Regions from separate parts of the Sus scrofa genome. Here region 2 is linked to region 1. The links are chromatin contacts, called in public HiChIP or PLAC-seq maps. All regions are on one chromosome and are shown on one strand. The core of a region is the stretch at or near the end of the contact, and the rest is flanking DNA. Distances in the headings are between cores, read along the strand shown.

What was found. HiChIP or PLAC-seq counts read pairs in DNA pulled down with a chosen protein or histone mark.
Region 2: an H3K27ac HiChIP or PLAC-seq map of alveolar macrophages shows a contact between it and region 1. The contact joins the enhancer-like site here to the promoter of NUPL2 in region 1. A contact is called at or near these places in 11 of 47 Hi-C or Micro-C datasets (alveolar macrophages, embryonic fibroblasts, fetal skeletal muscle and 7 more) and 1 of 2 datasets of contacts at active chromatin or transcription factors (alveolar macrophages).

Annotation. Positions count from the first base shown.
Region 1 is chr9:91,978,993-91,985,503 of Sscrofa11.1, forward strand. It overlaps NUPL2 (nucleoporin-like protein 2), which reads left to right and starts at 2,721. Exons shown (of 7, transcript XM_021063448.1): 1 at 2,721-2,945; 2 at 4,351-4,585. The coding sequence starts at 2,828.
Region 2 is chr9:92,230,213-92,236,723 of Sscrofa11.1, forward strand. All of the region lies in intron 2 of IGF2BP3 (insulin-like growth factor 2 mRNA-binding protein 3), which reads right to left. Among named protein-coding and RNA genes, the nearest start is that of IGF2BP3, 39 kb to the right of the region's middle. Within about 2 kb of position 3,994, at least 1 of the 83 cell types and tissues checked has an H3K27ac peak or open chromatin away from gene starts, as enhancers often do. A contact at or near this core is called in alveolar macrophages, where this site is marked.

The sequences.
Region 1 (6,511 bases), core at 1,471-3,970:
ACTTGTACAGTGGAGCAATTTGGCAGACAACACCTGAAATGATCAAAGTGAATATTATAATTAATGAGACAAATTGTGCACTACCTGATAGGTGCATTGTGAAGACCATGGCAAAGATCCGTAATCTAAATCTAATAACTAGAAAACATCAGATAAGTGTGCATTTAGGAAATTCTACAAAATAACTAGCTGTAATCTAATAGTGACAAGGAAAGACTGAGAAGATGTTCTATAATGAAGACTAAAGAAATATGAATAAGGCAATGATAATTTCAAACTGCATTTTTGTCCTTTAAAGGGTATTATTGGAACATTTAGCGAAATGTGAATAGAATCCAATGATTAGATAGTAGGATGCAGCAATATTAATGTCCTAATTCTGGTGATTATATTGTGGTTAAGTAGAAGAATGTCCTTGTTTGTAGGAAATACATTTTACTGTTGGGTGAAGAGGTATCAGGTCTGCAATATAGTTTCAAATGGTTCAGGAAAAAGTTCTTTGAACTATATGTACTTGTAACTCTTCCATAAGTTTGTTTCAAAATAAACTGATTTTAAAAAAGTAAAAAGTTGCATCAGTTATTCCCAGTGCTCCTGGAGATTCCACAGTTCTCAAAATCCAAACTAAGTATATAAGCAAGAACAATGGCTGGCCATCCTAAACCACTAGGGATGAACCTGTAATCCAACAATGTCAGATTTATTGACTCATTGCAACCAAGGAGACTGCACACTAGAGGAACTGCAGGGTGTCTCACACACAAAAGAAAATGTAGTTGTAGGATTTGTGGGAAAGGTGGAGTTTAAGTAAAATCTAAATGAAACAGTTTTGATAGAGCAGTGTAAAAAGGCATCAACATCACATCTGGAGTGAGAAATGGAGGTACGGTCATGTTTCCTTGGTAACCACAGATTTAAGAGAACATGAAATGTTCTTTTCAGGAACCCCTTATCTGCAGCTCTGCACCTGGTTAGAAATCAAAGCTGCTTCTCCGTGTCAAAGTGCCTTGGGTCCTCCAGGCAAGAGTGGGTATTTCATTCCTACTGATAAAATTTCAAATAGCTACATTTATGTGGACTTTGTTTTATTTTATTGGCGTTGACTTACAATGCTGTATTAGTTTCAGGTGTACAGCAAAGTGAATCCGTTATACATATACCTATACCTATTCTTTTTCCCATATAGGTTGTTATAAACTATTGAGATTTCCCTGTACTATACAGTAGGTTCCTGTTAATCATGTTTTATTCAGTAGTGTGAATATGTTATTCACACCTTCCCAATTCCTCCCTCCCCTCAATGGTTTCACCTATGATAATTATAAGACTGATTTTGAAATCTGTGAGTTTGTTTCTGTTTCATAAATAATTGTTTTAAATGGCCACACCCACAGCATGTGGAAGTTTCCAGGCCAGGGATCAAACCCAAGCCATAGCAGAGACCTACACTACTGCAGTGACAACACCAGATCCTTAACCTGCTGTGCCACAAGGGAACTCATATAATTTCCTTTGTATCATTCTTATTAGATTCCACATGTAAGTGATATCATATTGGGAGTGCCTGTTGTGGCTCAGTGGTAACAAACCAACTAATATACATGAGAACCTGAGTTCGATCCCTGACCCCACTCAGTGGGCTAAGGATCCAGCATTGGTGTAAGCCATGGTGTGGGTCGCAGACATGGCTTGGATCCTGCGTTGCTGTGGCTGTGGCACAGGCCAGTGGCTATAGCTCCAATTCAACCCCTGGGAAGTTCCATATGCTGAGGTTGTGGCCCTAAAAAAAAATAATAATAATAATAATAATAATAATAAAATATCATTATATTTGCCTTTGATGCACTTTCCTGTGAATTTTAGCTCCATCCATGATGCTGCAAACGGCATTATTTCATTCTTTTTTATGGCTGAGTAGCATCCCATTGTGTAAATACGCCACATCTATACCCAATCATCTGTCCATGGACACTTGGGTTGCTTCCACGTCTTCGCTATTGTAAATAGTGCTGTGATGGACACTGGGGTGCATGTATGTTTTTGAATTATGGTTTTCTCCAGATATATGCCCAGGAGTAGAATTATGTGGATTTTTTTATTTATATGTGGACTTTAAAGAACAAGGTTTCTCTGTATGTAGTAAGATAAGAATGTAGTACTTATCTGAAGATGGGGGTTATTATGATACTTTTTATTTACAGTTTGTCCTTAAAATCTTCCCTGGGAATTCCCTGGTGGTCTAGTGTGGTTAGGGCTCAGCGCTTTCACCATTTTCACCCATGTGGTCCAGGTTCAAGCCCTGGCCTGGGAACTGGCTCTAAAAAACCCAAAACTATTTCCTGTTAACCCTCACAACTGGCTTTATCTAACACTGTTGTCCATCCTGATGAATGACTGGGCAGATCTTTGCTCTCACCGGTTACAAATGAAAATTACGACTAGGTCTCTCAAACCACAGCCACAGCTAATCCTTCTCTCAGGGCCGTGCTGGAGTTCTGGGTTTGCCTGACTAGCTTTCCTCTCATTTTGGACCTCAAGCTTCCCTTGAAGGCCGAGGTCCTTTGCCAGGGTCTCTTACCCGCTTTTCCTCCACAGCTGATTCAAACATCCCGCCCTCCCAGGCCATCCTTGTTGCATAGGGGCGGACCTTCTCTTCTCAAACCCTATTGGGTATAATCCGCTCCTCTCACCGCACAAGCGAGCCAGGGCCTTTCCCAGGCGCGAAAAAATTACGTCACAGTAGCGGTTCCGGGTCCTCCCGTAGCTTTAGGTTCTCTGCTGGCAGAGGGTAAGGAAGGAAGGCCTCTCCGTCTGAGACGCCCTTGCCATGACCATTTGTCAGTTTTTCCTTCAAGGCCGGTGCCGCTTTGGAGACCGGTGCTGGAACGAACACCCCCGCGCCGGGGGTGCGGGCGGAGGACGGCAGCAGCAGCAGCAGCCCCCAGGTGACGTTCTCATCAAGCCTTCGCCGCTAGTTGATCTGGGCAGAGCTTGGCGTGAGTCCGGCTAGAGAGGTGCGAGCGGCCGCCGTGGGGCCCTCCGCCGGGCACAGCGCCACGGCGTACCAGTAGGGTGACGCGGACGTGCCTGCGTCGTCCCCTCGCCCGCCCCGCCCACCGACATTTTTAGCCATTTATTAGTATCTCGGTAGACTTGTTGGGCAGGTGAAGGCAGGTGCTTGCTTCGTCGTGGGTACTAATGCAAAACAATGAATTTTTTAAGTCGGAATTACGTGTCAAAACTACCTTGTCTTTTGGTGGCAGTGGTTCGGAGAATTGGCGTAGTTCGAGGCAGACTCTTCCTTGCTTTACTGTACTCCTGGGTACTTGTTTTTTTTCCCGTTGACGCCTTGAGCATAACTTTCTCTAAACTTTTTTTTTTTTTTTAATAGGGAGGGGCTAGCAACTGGGGTCATAGTCAGGACTCTCAATTTGGGGAAAGTCGTAAACTCCTTTGAAAAATCTAATAAAAACTACAGAGCCATAAGCCTCAGATAAATGCAAATGATGATAAAATTGGGGGTAAAATTGGGAGAATGGGATGCCCAATTAAGAACTCCGGGCTAGGAGTTCCTGCTGTGGCTCAGCGGGTTAAGAATCTGACTAGTATCGGTGAGGATGCGGGTTGGATTTTTGACCCGGATCAGTGGGTTAGGGATCCCTCATTGATGCAGGTTGCGCCATAGGTGGCGGGATGTGGCTGGGATCTGGCGTTGCTGTCTTTGTGGAGTAGGCCCGCAGCTGCAGGTCTGATTCAGCCCCTAGCCTGGGAACTTCTATATGCCAAAGGTGAGACTGTGGGGGAAAAGAAAGAAAAAAAAAAAAACTAAAAGGAAAAAAAAATTGTTTGTTTATGTCAGGAGTGCCCTTGTGGTGCAGCGGGTCAGAGATACGATATTGTTACTAGTGTGGTGCAGGGTCAATCCCTGGCCCTGGAACTCCCACATGCCTCGCTCTGCAGTCAAAAAAAATAAATAAATAAACAAAATAAACAAACAAACAAAACCACAAAGCTGTTCATTTTCAATTTATATAATTAAGTGTAATATCAACAAATTACGTAATGGTCCAGTCAACAATATTGAGAAGACTAAATCCATAGAAAAATAATGATGTATTTCTAAATTCAGCTAAGTTTGTTTGTTCTTGACCATGCCTCAGCATGTGGAAGTTCTTGTGCTAGGAATTGAACCTGCTGCACCATAGGAAACTTTTTATAATTTAAAGTGGAAATGTAGTGCCTGTTAAATCTTTGCATAATGTCTGCACATAATAAGACAAAATATAATAGAGTTTTGAGATTTAAAAGAGGAGTTGCTAGTAAAATTTTTGATTTTGTTGTTTATTTCAGGTAGTAACAGACGTGGATGGAATACCACTAACCAGAGATACTCCAATGTTATCCAGCCATCCAGTTTCTCCAAATCCACACCATGGGGGGGCAGCAGAGATCAAGAAAAGCCATCTTTTGGTTCTTTTGATTCTGGAGCATCAACTAGCAGGAATAGGGGTTTTGGATTGTCTCAGAACCCATTTGCTTCATCTAGCTCTGATGGTGATGGGCAAAAAGATGAAAAGAAACTTCTGTAAGTGAAAGCCTCTAGAAAAATTATTGACCACTTGCTTTTTTTTTAGGGCTACACCGTCGACATATGGGGAGGTTCCTAGGCCAGGGCAGGGGTCCAGTCAGAGCTACACTGCCATCTTACGCCACAGCCACAGCAACAGCAACAGCAACATCAGATCCAAGTTGCATCTGTGACCTACACCACAGTTCACAGCAATCCCAGATCCTTAACCCACTGAGCAAGGTCAGGGATCAAACCTGCAACCTCTTGGTTCCTAGTCAGATTCGTTTCTGCTGTGCTATTATGGGAACTCCTACCACTTGCTTATTTTTTTCAAAAGTACCTACGATATTTTAAAAGAAGTAATTTTATTACTTTATTAAATTAGTATGGGGGCACAATCTTTAAGGCATTAGCCTGCTGTGACCCTCCTTTGCCTGGCGAAGCAATAAAGCTATTTTTTTCTCCACCCAAAAAATAAAATAAAAATAAATAAATTACTAACAAATCAGAATAAGCGAAAGGAAGAAGAAGCGTCCTTGATCAGGGATAACCACTCTCTTGCATGTATGAGGCTAGACTTTATTTCACTTAAAAATGTCATTCTTCTGTATCAGAAAAATGTCTTCTTGAGGCTAATTATGCTTTTTCCACTTTTCTTCTTCTTCTTTTTTTTTTTTTTTTTTTTTTTTTTTTTTTTTTTTTTTTTTTTTTTTTTTTTTAGTTTTTAGGCATATGGAAGTTCCCAGACTAGGGTCAAATCAGAGCCATAGCCACTGGCCTACACCACAGCCACAGCAATGTGGGATCCAAGCCGCATCTACCACCTATAGCGCAGCTCACGGCAACACCACATCCTTGACCACTGAGGAAGGCCACAGATGAACCCATGTCCTCATGGATGCTCGTCAGTTCACTAACTGCTGATCCACGACCAGAACTCTCCACTTTTCTATTGATAACATTGTATTGTGAATATCTTTCTAAAGTAGTCCTGCTTAAGTATGGTGTAAGTTATTGGTTCCTTACAAAGTTTGAAGTGATTTAAAGCAGTTTGTGATCTGGGAGGTCACTAATAGCATCTTGTATTTTTCTAAAATTTTTACTTCAGTTACCCCATGGAAACTGATTTAATTTGATTTCCTTCATTATTGTGGAGTGTATTTCTTATCATTTATTGAGAACATTTATAGTAGACTTTATGACTGGTGCCAAGACTGTGCCTGGCTGTAACTTTTTCTTCAGCTCCCAGCTCCTAGAACAGAACTTAAATATATTCATTAGCCTTTTACATCCCATAACTAAATTAGAACTAGTTGTAAACATTTTGAGCCATGTACGATATCCAACTGATTGAAATAAATAAAGTAAAAAAAAAGAAACCCTCTTTCCCATATTTGATGTTGTTGTAAAAATCTTAAATTTTATTATCATTTTATTTATTTAAATTACTTAGTTTTTGCTTTTTAGGGCCATACCTGTGACATATGGAGGTTCCCAGGCTAGGGGTCAAATCGGAGGTACAGCTGCTAGCCTACACCACAGCCACGGCAGTGCAGTATCTGAGTCATATCTGCGAACTGCACCACAGATCATGGCAACACCGGATGCTTAACTCAGCGAGGCCAGGGATCAAACCAGCAACCTCATGGTTACTAATCAGCTTCATTTCCACTGCACCACAACAGGAGTTCCATTATTATGTTATTATCAGTTATTATTCTTATCATTTTATTAATTGCACCATTCTGGATGGGGGAAAATGTTTAATTTAGAGCTGACTCTGTCCATAACTTTGTCAACAAATTAACTGTATGGACATGAGTCTATTCCCTTTTTACAAAATGTGAGAATTAGATGAAATGATCTCTGAAGTCCTACCCACTTTAAATATTTTATGGTTCTTTATTACTTACTGGTTCTTTCTTTCCCAGTTAAGTGATC
Region 2 (6,511 bases), core at 2,744-5,243, 250 kb after region 1:
CAACAGGAACTCCTCACCTCAGGTTTTCCTGCAAAGCCTCAGCAGAGTTCAAGAACAGCCCAGAAGCAAAGAATAGATGAATCTTTCAAGATAATCTGCAACTTACGGAAAAGAATGTGAGAAGCAGCAGATAAATGCCCCAGTCTCCCACCTGGAAGGCATTCTGCGCATTTCTCTAAGATCCTGTCTCCTTATGGCAACCTCAGGAAAGTACCCTTCATTGGCCTATCCTAAACCCTCATTTCACTCTCCCCATTCTCTCACTCCTGCTTCTTGAAATCATCTCCAAAACTAATCAGCTGCCAAGATTTCTGATTGTTGCTGCTGTGGCCCTAGTTACTGCTGTAGTGCAAGTTTGAGCCCTGGCCCGAGAACTTCCGCATACCACAGGCATAGCCAAAAAATAAAACAAAATAAATCAGCTTCATGCAAATCTTCATCTCAACCTCTTTTTTTGTGTGTGTGTGTGTGTCTTTTCTAGGGCCGCTCCTGCGGCATATGGAGGTTCCCAGGCTAGGGGTCTAATCGGAGCTGTAGTCACCGGCCTACACCAGAGCCACAGCAGTGCAGGATTGAGTCATGTCTGCAACCTACACCACAGCTCCCGGCAATGCCGGATCCTTAACCCACTGAGCAAGGGCAGGGATCAAACCCGCAACCTCATGGTTCCTAGTCGGATTCGTTAACCATTGCACCATGACAGGAACTCCTCAACCTCTTCTTTAAGAAATTCCAAGACATCATTACTTCAAACTTTTCAGAATGATGAACTGGTCCCCTGGCATTGCACAAAGATGATCAAATGTTCATTTTTGTCAGTAACATTACAGGTTTGTGGATATTTTGTGTGTATCAACTCATGCCATTAATTTCTTTTTGCTGCTCACATTGCCCCATCTTTGGCTAGTCAATGGAAGCCTCTCCACATTGATCCTCTATCTTCCAAATGACTCTAGCAATCTTGAAGATCTCTTTTGCTTTCTGTTACGATAATACAAGTTCAAGTTCAACTTGTACACTTCCTGCCCCATTTGCAACCAGTTTTATCTACATGGAATACTGGTTTCTTTTAGTCAGAAATAATGCCCAGAGATAATCTGGTCACTAGTGTGCTTACTGTTATTGGGCTGGTCATTGCTTCTAGGCCACACTAGACAATACATATTTTATTTGAAAGAGAAATAAACCATTTCATCATGCTGATTACAGTCATCCTTCCACATTCAGAGGGGCTTGGTTCCAGGATCCCTTCAGATACCAAAATCCACGGATTACTTAAAATAGATTACTTAAAATAATTAATACAATGTAAATGCTATGTAAATAGCTGTAAATACAATGTAAATGAGATGTAAACTGTTGCCAGCACAAGATGAATTCAAGTTTTGCTATTTGGAACTTTCTGGAATTTTCTCCCCCAAACATTTTTCATCGGCAGTTGGTTCAATCTGTGGATGCAGAACCCACAGACACAGAGGGCCAACTCTGTTATTTTCAATTTAAGTTTTAGGTTACTAGCCTTTTGCCAGAAGTCGTTTATATTTGCATCTTTTTCTCCCCATTAAAGCTTGACACAATATAAATAAGAATATAAACACAAAAATGCTTTGTATCTGCTATGGACTGAATGTTTATGTCATTCCCCACCCCCACCCCCCACAAAATTGGATGTTGCAGCCCTAAGCCCCAGTGTGGTGGTATTAGGAGATGGGGCCTTTGGGAAGTATTCAGGCTTATGTGAGAACGTGAGGTGGAGTCTCCATAATGGGAGTGCTGTTTTTTTGCTGCAGTGGTGGGGTTTTTTTGTTCTTTTATTTTTGTCTTTTTAGGGTCGCACCCGCAGCATATGGAGGTTCCCAGGCTAGGGGCTGAATTGGAGCTACAGCTGCCAGACTAAACCACAGCCACAGCAACACCAGATCTGAACAGTGTCTGTGACCTACACCACAGCTGACGGCAACGCCGGATCCTTAACCCAGAGTGAGGCCAGGGATCGAACCCAAATCTTCATGGATACTAGTCAGGTTCTTAACCCACTGAGCCACAACAGGAACTCCCATGGGATTACTGTTTTTCTAACGAGAGCGAGCAGGACTCTCTTCACTGGCGTACACTTAGGAAAGGTTATGTTTGCCCAGAGCAAGAAGGCCTCTGTCTACAGGCCTGGAAGGTGGCTCTCACCAAGAACCCCCAAGAATCTGCCTGTACCTTGATCTTGGACTCCCTAGCCTCCAGAACTGTCAGCAATGTCTGTTGGTCTACTTGTGGTTGCCAAGAGAGAGGAGGAGGAAGTGGGATGGACTGGAAGTTTGGGGTTAGTAGATGCAAACTATAGTATCTGGAGTGGATAAGCAATTAGATCCTATTGTATAGCACAGGAAACTATATCCAATCACCTGTGATGGAAGGAGGATAATGTAGTAAAAAGAATGCATATGTGTGTGTGTATAGAGTGGATATTATAACAAAAATAATGTATATATATGTGTGTGTGTGTATATAGGTATGACTGGGACACTTCGCTGTACAGCAGAAATTGACAGAACACTGTGAATTAACCACAATAAAAAATAAAAGGAGGAGTTCCTGCTGTGGCTTAGTGGAAACGAATCCAACTGGTAACCATGGGGTTTCGGATTCCGTCCCTGGCCTCGCTCAATGGGTTAAGGATCTGGAGTGGCCGTGAGCTGTGGTGTAGGTCACAGACGTGGCTCAGATCCTACTGAGCTGTGGCACAAACCGGCACCTGTAGCTCCGATCGAACCCCTAGCCTGGGAACCTTCATATGCTGCAGGTGCGGCCCTAAAAAGCGAAAAAAAAAAAAAAAAAAAAAAAAAAAAAAGAAGAAGAAGAATGAGGAAAGAAATGTCTACTGATTAAGCCATCCAGTCTACAGTAGTTTGTTACAGCAGCCCACACTGCCTAAGACAGCGTCTGTTATCTCATATAACCCTCACTGTCAGCATTTTATCATCTGGAGACTAAGTATACCTTGTCTAAATACATGCTGCTCATGAGTGGCAGGGTCAGAATCCAGAGATGGGTATTTAGAGTCTATCCTCCTCACTGTATTCCATCTAACTAAGTTCACTTACAATCCAGCAAATAACATAACCATTATCCAAAATAAGTCAGAAAAATTATAGGTTGCATGTTAAATCCAAAAGGTCAAAGATATGCCAATCTTAAGTAATTTTTTTTTTTTTTTTGGTCTTTTTGCTATTTCTTGGGCCGCTCCCGCGGCATATGGAGGTTCCCAGGCTAGGGGTCGAATCAGAGCTGTAGCTGCCGGCCTACGCCAGAGCCACAGCAACACAGAATCCGAGCCGCGTCTGCAACCTACACCACAGCTCACAGCAACGCCGGATCGTTAACCCACTGAGCAAGGGCAGGGGACCAAACCCGAAACCTCATGGTTCCTAGTCGGATTCGTTAACCACTGCGCCACGACAGGAACTCCTTAAGTAAAATTTTTACTTTACCCCACAGCTTTAAACCACACAATCAATTCACATACCAAGACTCAATATTGACATTCAACAGACAAGGTTAAAGATGAACACCAAGAACATGGGTCAATTCTGGCAAGTCCACACCAACACCTAGGCACTTAACTGGTCATTGCATACCAAGTCCTAACACAAGACACATAAGTGTATTAGAATTCAACTTTCTATCCAAACCACTTTACGTCCTAAATGTTCATTTTATCTTATTTCTCCCAAAAGGCTCGTCTCTCTCTTTCTTCCTACTATCACTTATAGAAATCAAAAGAATCACCACTTTCCCACTTCACAGATAAAGAGGCTGAAGCTAGAATCATGATCTAACACAGCCAACACCAGCTGACAATAGGAAGAGAAAACCAAGTCTAATTTGTAACATGTTCTTCTTTGCCTTGTTTTCTTACACAGAGAGCTAGTTCACATGGCCCATATGTGGAGTGGTCATTTTCAAATAAAAAGCCAAGCCTGGACTCAGAGCAGTAGAGAGTGACCTCTTCAACCTGCCACTTGGGGGCACTCTACACCGGCTGTAGACTTTCATTCCAGCTGTGCCCAAAAGAGAACTTGTTCAACAACCTGGCCAAATTCAGTAAAAATTACTTGTGTTAACTGCGATACTCAAGTATGTGATTATATCCATCCTTTCTCATTTTATACAATTAAGAATGAGCTCTTTAAAAAGTCAGCCTCAGCAAGAACCTACTGTATAGCACAGGGAACTACACTCAATATGCTGTAATAATCTACAAGGGAAAAGAATCTGAAAAAGAACAGGAAAAAAATACATATGTAACTTAATCACTGTGCTGTACACTGTACATCAACTATACTTCAGGAACTTTTTTGAAAAGGCCAATCTAAATTTTTGAAAAGCAAAATACACCACGTAAGTGAAAACCAGGGGGAAGATGCATTTCACATGGCTGGTGATATGCGTCTACCTGCATAATCCTGCCTCATCATTGACTCAGCAGTCTCTTATCAAACCCTCTGACTAGAAGTGCAGCCTCTCAACCATTCTCTTCCTTACATTACCTCTCTAGATAAAACTGTAACAGACTCAGAATGTCAGGGATAGAAGTGTTCCATGTGTTGACTGTGGTTGTGCTTTCACAGGTGTATATACAGTTGTCAAAAGTCATTGCCCTGCAGTGTTTAAAATGATGAACTTGGGCTGCGGGGGAGATAAGAGTTCAGGATTAACAAATACATACTGCTATATATACAATAGGTAAACAACAAGGACCTACTATATAGCACAGGGAGTATCTTGTAATAGCCTATACTGGAAAAGTACCTGAAAAGGGATATATATATATATACACACACACACACACACACACACATATATATATACACACACACATATATATATACACACATATATATATATAAAATTTTGTTGTACACTTGAAACTAACACATTGTAAATTAGCTACAGTTAAATTAAAAAATCACGTCCACTAAAAAATAAAAAATAGGGAGTTCCCGTCGTGGCGCAGCAGAAACAAATCTGACTAGGAACCACGAGGTTGCGGGTTTGGTCCCTGGCCTCATTCAGTGGGTTAAGGATCTGGCGTTGCCATGAGCTGTGATGTAGTTAGGTCACAGACGTGGCTTGGATCTGGCGTTGCTATGGCTCTGGTGTAAGTCGCCAGCAGCAGCTCTGATTAAACCCTTAGCCTGGGAACCTCCATATGCCGTAGATGCAGCCCTATAAAGACAAAAGACACACACACACACACACACACACACAAAAGAAAGAAAAAGAAAAAAATAAAATGTAAATTTAAAAAGATGCACTTGAAAAGACAAAAAAAAAAAAAAAGATACACTTGAGAAGTTCCCTTCATGGCTCAGCAGTTAAAAAACCTGACTAGGATCTATGAAGATGCAGGTTTGATCCCTGGCCTTGCTCAGTGGGTTAAGGATCTGGCATTGCTGTGGCTGTGGTGTAGGTTGGCGGCTACAGCTCCAATTAGACCCCTAGCCTGGGAACCTCCATATGTAGGTGCAGATCTAGAAAAGACAAAAAGACAAAAAAATAAAATAAATAATAAATTAAAAAATTAAAATATGCACTTGAATGTATAAAACATACCTCAATAAAATCGTTTAGGGAGTTCCCTGGTGGGCTGGTGATTAGGACTTAGTGCTTTCACCACCATGGGCCAGGTTCAATCCCTGATCTAAGAACTGAGATCCACACATCAAGCTGCTGAATTGTGCAGTCAATAAATAAGTAAAGATCTAAAATACTTTTAACTTCAAAAATTTTTAAAAACTGTTTAAAAAACAAAGCAATTATCTAAATAAATTACAATATATACTACCAATCTCAGAGACACTACAAATGTGTAATATTTAATTAGGATGTATGTTTAGAACATTGTTCACTGAAAAAAAGCATATTACACAACAAGGAATATGATCTCATTTAAAATGAGTTTTGGAGTTCCCGTTGTGACACAGTGGAAATGAATCCAACTAGTATCCTTGAGGATGTGGGTTCTATCCCTGGTCTCGCTCAGTGGGTTAAGGATCCAGTGTTGCCATGAGCTGTGGTGTAGGCTGGCAGCTGTATCTCCAATTGTCCCTCTAGCCTGGGAATCTCCATATGCCACAGGAACAGCCATAAAAAGCAAAATAGAATAAAATAATAAAATGAAATAATAAAACACATTTTACCACAATAAATGAAAAAAATATCCCCAAGCAGAAAAAATGTGCACACATGTACACAAACAGAAATGGAGGTATAGCACCAAAAATACTGACAATGTAACCTCTGTTTGGTAGAATCATGGGCAGTTTTCAATTTCTTTTTGCTTTTGAGTTTTATAAAATAAACTTTACTAATTTTTAAGAGAAAAATAAGCTATTATTTCCAATCTGCAGCATAAGACTAATCAAGAAAAAAGTTATAGATACAACAGTTCTAGCAAGCTCTATGGCTTCAGTTCTATTTCCGCAAAATTTTACCATCTAGCAGAAGAAAGACATTT